2 separate regions of the Mus musculus genome follow, and region 1 is linked to region 2. A link is a contact called in public HiChIP or PLAC-seq data. All regions are on one chromosome and are shown on one strand. The core of a region is the stretch at or near the end of the contact, and the rest is flanking DNA. Distances in the headings are between cores, read along the strand shown. Region 1 has its middle 12 kb from the start of Gm30883. Region 2 holds the start of Phldb1 (pleckstrin homology like domain, family B, member 1).

Region 1 (2,795 bases), core at 157-2,656, 170 kb before region 2:
TTGTTGCCCCTTCATAACTGTAACTTTGCTTCTGGTGTCAATCGTAATGTACATGTGGTTGTGATATAGGATATCTGACCTGCGAGCCTCTGGGGGGCGAGACCCACAGGCTGAGAGCCACTGCTATAACACTACTCTGCAACACACATGCAGGCCATTGATTGCCAAAATTGCAGCATCACTGCCACTAAGGATCTCTGTAACAACTGCTTATTTTGTATGTGTGTGGAACACTTGTAGTGATCAGAGGACATGTGAGAGTTGATTCTTTCATAAGATATGGGTTCCAGGGATCAAACTTGGGTCCTCGGGTCAAGGTAAGCACCTTACCTGATAAGCAATCTTTCCAGCCCCCACCAAGGGTCTTAGAAATGGTAAGTTCCCAGGTCCCATCTCAGTTCTCCAAACTCCCAACAACCAGCCTCCTACCTTTCGTTAGCACCGCTTCCTGTGTCCACGAAACCGGCATCCCTTCCTAACCGCCTACCAGCCCAGCCCCCGAAAGGCACATCTGCGTTTATTTGAACACACGCTGACCATGAGCAAATTGACCCTCATAACCTTGACTTTCCCCTCACTTCCCAGACTTATTTACAGTCTCTAGTCTATGCTTATCATTCTTTGGAGCACACCTTCAACTTCCTTGCCTCTCACCATGGAAATTGCCAAAACCACATCCTTGGCTTTCTCTAAGTACTCTGTGCTTCACCCGTGAAGCTAAGTGAAGCTGGAGAAAACAACCCAGAGGACTAGTTTCATTTTATACTCGTACTCAGAACCTTAAGACGGCACTCCACAAGACCTGCCAATCATATTGTAGTTCTTTTCCTTAGGCCATGATTATTTCTATCAACAGATGATCTCGCTTCCCACTTGACTAAGAAAATGTAAGCAGTTGGAGCGCTTCCACTTCAGAGACATCATCCGCACACCTACCCTGTTTGCACCCATATAAATATAGATGCAGGAGTGACTCAGCTGGCACCAGCTCGGGAGCAGTCTCAGCCTGCAGGCCTTCAGGAAGTGAGTCCCCCAGGCCTGCATCTCCCTCTGTGGCAGACTGCCACCAAAGCCTGCTGTTTATCAGCCCAGGACCAAACACAGCAAGTGGTACACTTTGCCTGAACTAGCACCTCCAGGCACACAGAACTCACTTGTACAAACTGTGATGGGGAGAGTCAGCTTGTCTATTCAGGATCCACATTTTATAAAAGCTCTTGCCTCTGGTCCTGGCCTCTTCTACCTGCCACATCTCTGTCTCCCTTTCTTCAGCTCATCGCTTCTTTTGAGCAGTCTCTTCAAAATTTTCCGAACTGTATTCCTTGCCTTTGATGGGTGGCTGTACAGTCCACATCATTGTACTCTATTGCTACATTTACCTTTATTTCCCTCACTACGCTGCAAGTTGCTTAAGGAAAATATGGTATCCAAGTCACCTTTGCCATCCTAGCCTATCCCATGATCTGGCTTATATAGTAGGGTTTCAAAATATGAGAAAAGCAAGCTCTACTTGCTGTGTTTGGTCCTGGGCTGATAAACAGCAGGCTTTGGTGGCAGTCTGCCACAGAGGGAGATGCTGGCCTGGGGGACTCACTTCCTGAAGGCCTGCAGGCTGAGACTGCTCCCGAGCTGGTGCCAGCTGACTCACTCCTGCATCTCAACCTCCTGCGCTCAAACAGATTTGGATCCTGATTCATTGTGTTGCTTGCTGGCTGTTGGAGCAGAGATGCTTGTGCCTGAGGCTAGGAAGGAAGAGACAGGAGGTGGGCAGCTGAAGAGCCTTTACGGGAGACTTACGCAATAGACTCCCGAAAATCCCTGGAATGCTTCAGAAATGTACCATCTGAACTCTCTCCCTCAGACAAGCCTACAGTTCAGGGTACATCCTCTGTGAACGCTGAAAGAACACCATAAACAGCATGCTTTCCCTTACAGGGGTTTCAACATGCAGCTCATAGATGAGTTTTGATAAGGATTATACCCTGGGCTTCTTGCATGAAGCAAAAAAAAAAAAAAAAAAAAAAAAAAGGTTATCTTCAGAAACTCCAATTCCAGTGTAGTCAAATCCAAAAGCAATTAAAATACTGTTGTGTGGTTTGGAATTACAGCTTGCAGTTAAAATAGCTACCATTTCCCCTAAGGACAGCCTGCATTTCTACCCCAATGTCATCTCACTCTGGGTCTCAAGAAGGTAGAGAACTCAACAGAAAAAGTTATTTAAGCCAAGCTTGATAGCACGCACTTATAATGCCAGGACTCCAGAAGCAGAGACAGGATTGCTCCAGCCAATCAACACAGGGCCTTCTAGGCCAGCAGGGCTGCATAGTAAGATCCTGCCTCAAGCAAAAATAAACAAGTGCTCTAAAACATCAATTAGAACACCATGGAAGAGTGGCCAACAAGTCTAGGGACACTCAGAGTCGTGGAGAGCAAATGAAGGCACCAATGACTGAGCAGACAGGAGAGTGGGGCTTCCTCACTGCCTTACCATGAACCTCATTACAGCTTTGTCCTCTTAGTGTACATTGGTTTGTTATATAATACCCAAGTCACTACCACAGCCTACAACCACAAACTGATTCTCTCTCTCTCTCTCTCTCTCTCTCTCTCTCTCTCTCTCTCTCTCTCTCTCTCTCACTTTGTTTTTTGAGACAGGCTCTTACTATGTAACTCTGGTAACTCACTAAGTAGATCAGGCTGCCTCCTGCCTCTGCCATGTGTACCACCACATCTGGCAGCAAACTGATTTCCAGTTCTTGGATCCAAACTTCACCCCCACAGCCCCGGAGGTAAAT
Region 2 (2,851 bases), core at 339-2,838:
AAAAAACCACCACCAACAACAACACACTAGAGCAGCATGAAAAATACTGTTGTGATTGACATATGCCTCAGGAAGGTTGGCCAGAGCTGAAATTGTTCCTTGAGCCTCAAATGATACGAAGAGAGGTAAAAAGAAGCTGCTTATATCTTGGGACTTTCTGGTGACCACAGTGCACTTGTCACCTCTGTTAGCTAGAGGAGGTGGCAGGTAGGACTCCTTCTCCTCCTCCCTCTTGTTCATTGCTCCACAGTCTCAGGTTTAATCGCCAGCTGTGGATGCCCCCTACTAATGCTAGTTCTGTCAATGAGTGACCAAATTCCTGCAGTTCAGTCTCCTGCCATTCCTGAGAGAGAGAGAGAGAGAGAGAGAGAGAGAGAGAGAGAGAGAACACAGAACAAAAGCCACTGGAACAGAACTGGGTTTGTCCATTCCAAAGAGGACTTTCATTTTAAATTTTCTCCAACCCATCCCATCTGGACCTTAAGCCAGACTTGGGGGCTTCCTGCTTGTTCCTTCACTGAGGAAAAGCCTCTGCCAATCCTTTAGTGCAGGTTAAAGAGGCCCAGTCTAGTCTGAGTTCAGCTCCCATGAGGCCTCCCAGCCGTCTCCTGGGGCAAGAGCAGGCTTTGCAAGGTGCGGCTACACTGTCAGCTTGGATTTCGGGGTGCGGGTTGGACTGCTGAATGACTTCGCCAGGCTGGGCTTATAGACTGCCCCCCTCCCTCTTTTCTTCCTCAAACTCCCACTCTTCAGCCAACCTGGTGTCTTTCTACCCTGCCTCCAGCTCCAGCTGCAACCCAACAATTCTTTAGTGGAGGTGAATGGACAGAGGCAAAAAGGCCGGCTCCATTCAGCTTTCCTGGGTCCTGTGGTTTGCACCACACTTTTTTGTTTGTTTTTGTTTTTTGAGACAGGGTTTCTCTTGTGTAGCCCTGGCTGTCCTTGAACTCATTCTGAGACCAGTCTGGTCTCGAACTCACAGAGATCCACCTGCCTCTGCCTCCCGAGTGCTGGGAAAAAGACCACCATCATTTGGCTTACAGCACACTTTCAACGGACCTTGCCTTCACGTTCATTTCTGAAGCATGGTGTGCAATTATTAAATCGACAACTCTCTATGGTGGGGCTTGGAACAGCAAAGGGTAGGGGCTGACCTGGGTGCCCTCAGTTGATGTTCTGAAAGGAAATTGAGCATCTGTGGTAGGGCTGCGCTAGGACTCATGGGGAGTCAGGGGACGATTCAGGCATCTTGGGTAGGCGGAGGTAAATAAAGAAGTGCTTCGAGGCCCAGAGTGGAGGGTGGTCTAGGAGGGTCGGAAGGGGAGGGTGAGAGGAGAGTTTGCACGGTGGTGGCCCTGGTGGTGGTGGTGGAAAGCCCAGCTGTACAGATGAACAAAGCGGGCGCTGTGCAAGCGGGGGAGGTGCTGCTGTGGGAAAAGCTGGGTGGGGGCCTTGGGCTCCAGCACCACAAGGGCGTCTTCTCTAGCTGGCCAGGCGGACAGGACGGGATGGGGGCGGGGACTCAGGGAAGCGGGGCGGGACAGTCTCCCTCTCCTCCTACTCAGCTGGCTCCAGGGGAAAAGCAACAGAGTCTTCGCCAGCCTGAGGCCGCCGCGGCCCACTTGGGCAAAGGGGCCGGTGTCCCCCCAACTCCCCACAAGGTAAGCGTGCCCCTCCCACTATGCCTCGGGGTTCCATTCGCCGTCTGGCTGAGTCTACAGAAGGGAAAGTCCCCGGGACCAGACGAGACCAGTCTGGCCCAGCGAACTGGGTAGAAAGGTGCGGAAAAAGGGGGCCATGCCAGGTGAGTGCGTTGGCGGAAGGGGCTTTGTGGGCCGCCCTCGGCGAACTGCTTGCTCTTGCCCTCCTGAGTCGTTGCCAGCGCCACCGCCAGAGGGGGCCCTGGTATTAAGTGGAGGAATTCCCCCCCCCCAAGTCTTGCGGGATCTAGATCCTCCTGTGGGCACCCCGATGGCCAGTATCCCACACTTGCAGTCTCGGGTTGGGTACGCGCGCGGGACCTTGTCTACAGCATCGCACATGGTTCCTCTCCACATCAGCAGGACCACAGGAAGGGGGATCCCCTAGGCGTCTCCGCTCTTGTCCTCGTTCCAGCTGCCTGGATGGACTCAAAAAGATGTGGAGTTCAACTCTGAGGCGTGGGAGGGAGTCAGGGAGGGATCCTGGGGTTTCCATGTCTAGGGTCTCCTGGGCACTTTTCCAGGACCCCCGTTATCTATGAGGGTCCCCGGCGACCTGGGATGACTGAGCCGTTGGCTCCCGCTCCGCCTCCGCGGTCTGGATCCAAAAACAGCGCGGAGTTCCCCAGCCGAGGTCGAGCGCCGTCATCGGACTCCCCCGGGATGGGGAAGCGAGGGTAGGCGGCTGGGTGGGGTCGTGGGGCGCGGGGTTGCCCTGGCGCCGCGGACGCTTCCGCCCAGGCCAGCGCAGCGGGGATTTGGCTCGCGACTGCGCGGCCCGGCGGGGGACCCAGTGAGCCGGGGTGGGGCTGCATTCTGGGCCCGTTAGCTCAGCGGTCCCGGAGGCTCCCGGAGACTGACTCATCGCACTTCGGGCTCACTCCACAGCGGTCACACAAACAGAACTGGCCACTAACACGGGCGTCCGCACAGCTCCCACGCACAGCATCCCACGCCTCACCTCCGCGCACCCGCAAGACACGTCACACCGACAGTCCAGTGTCACCCCACGGGTGCACACGTGAATCCTCACATGGGCCTCGACTTCACACACTTAGTCCGCTTCACACCACGCACTCCACGCGCTGGGAAGGGTCGCCCGGGAAGACTGCTCCACTCACGCAACCTCCCCGCACGCACGCACCTCCCTC

What was found. HiChIP or PLAC-seq counts read pairs in DNA pulled down with a chosen protein or histone mark.
Region 1: a contact with region 2 is called in an H3K4me3 HiChIP or PLAC-seq map of bone marrow-derived macrophages, with 2.6 times the contacts expected there. The contact joins the enhancer-like site here to the promoter of Phldb1 in region 2. A contact is called at or near these places in 4 of 39 promoter capture datasets (the C10 cell line, frontonasal cranial neural crest, liver and 1 more), 1 of 484 Hi-C or Micro-C datasets (olfactory sensory neurons), 4 of 115 datasets of contacts at active chromatin or transcription factors (bone marrow-derived macrophages, embryonic stem cells and pancreatic cancer cells) and 4 of 9 other capture datasets (adipose tissue, embryonic stem cells, liver and 1 more).

What each region holds. Positions count from the first base shown.
Region 1 is chr9:44,904,037-44,906,831 of GRCm38.p6, reverse strand. No RefSeq gene overlaps it. Among named protein-coding and RNA genes, the nearest start is that of Gm30883, 12 kb to the right of the region's middle. Within about 2 kb of position 1,406, at least 145 of the 459 cell types and tissues checked have an H3K27ac peak or open chromatin away from gene starts, as enhancers often do. A contact at or near this core is called in adipose tissue, bone marrow-derived macrophages, pancreatic cancer cells and 1 more, where this site is marked.
Region 2 is chr9:44,733,935-44,736,785 of GRCm38.p6, reverse strand. Phldb1 (pleckstrin homology like domain, family B, member 1) reads left to right here and starts at 1,588. Exons shown (of 22, transcript NM_153537.4): 1 at 1,588-1,661.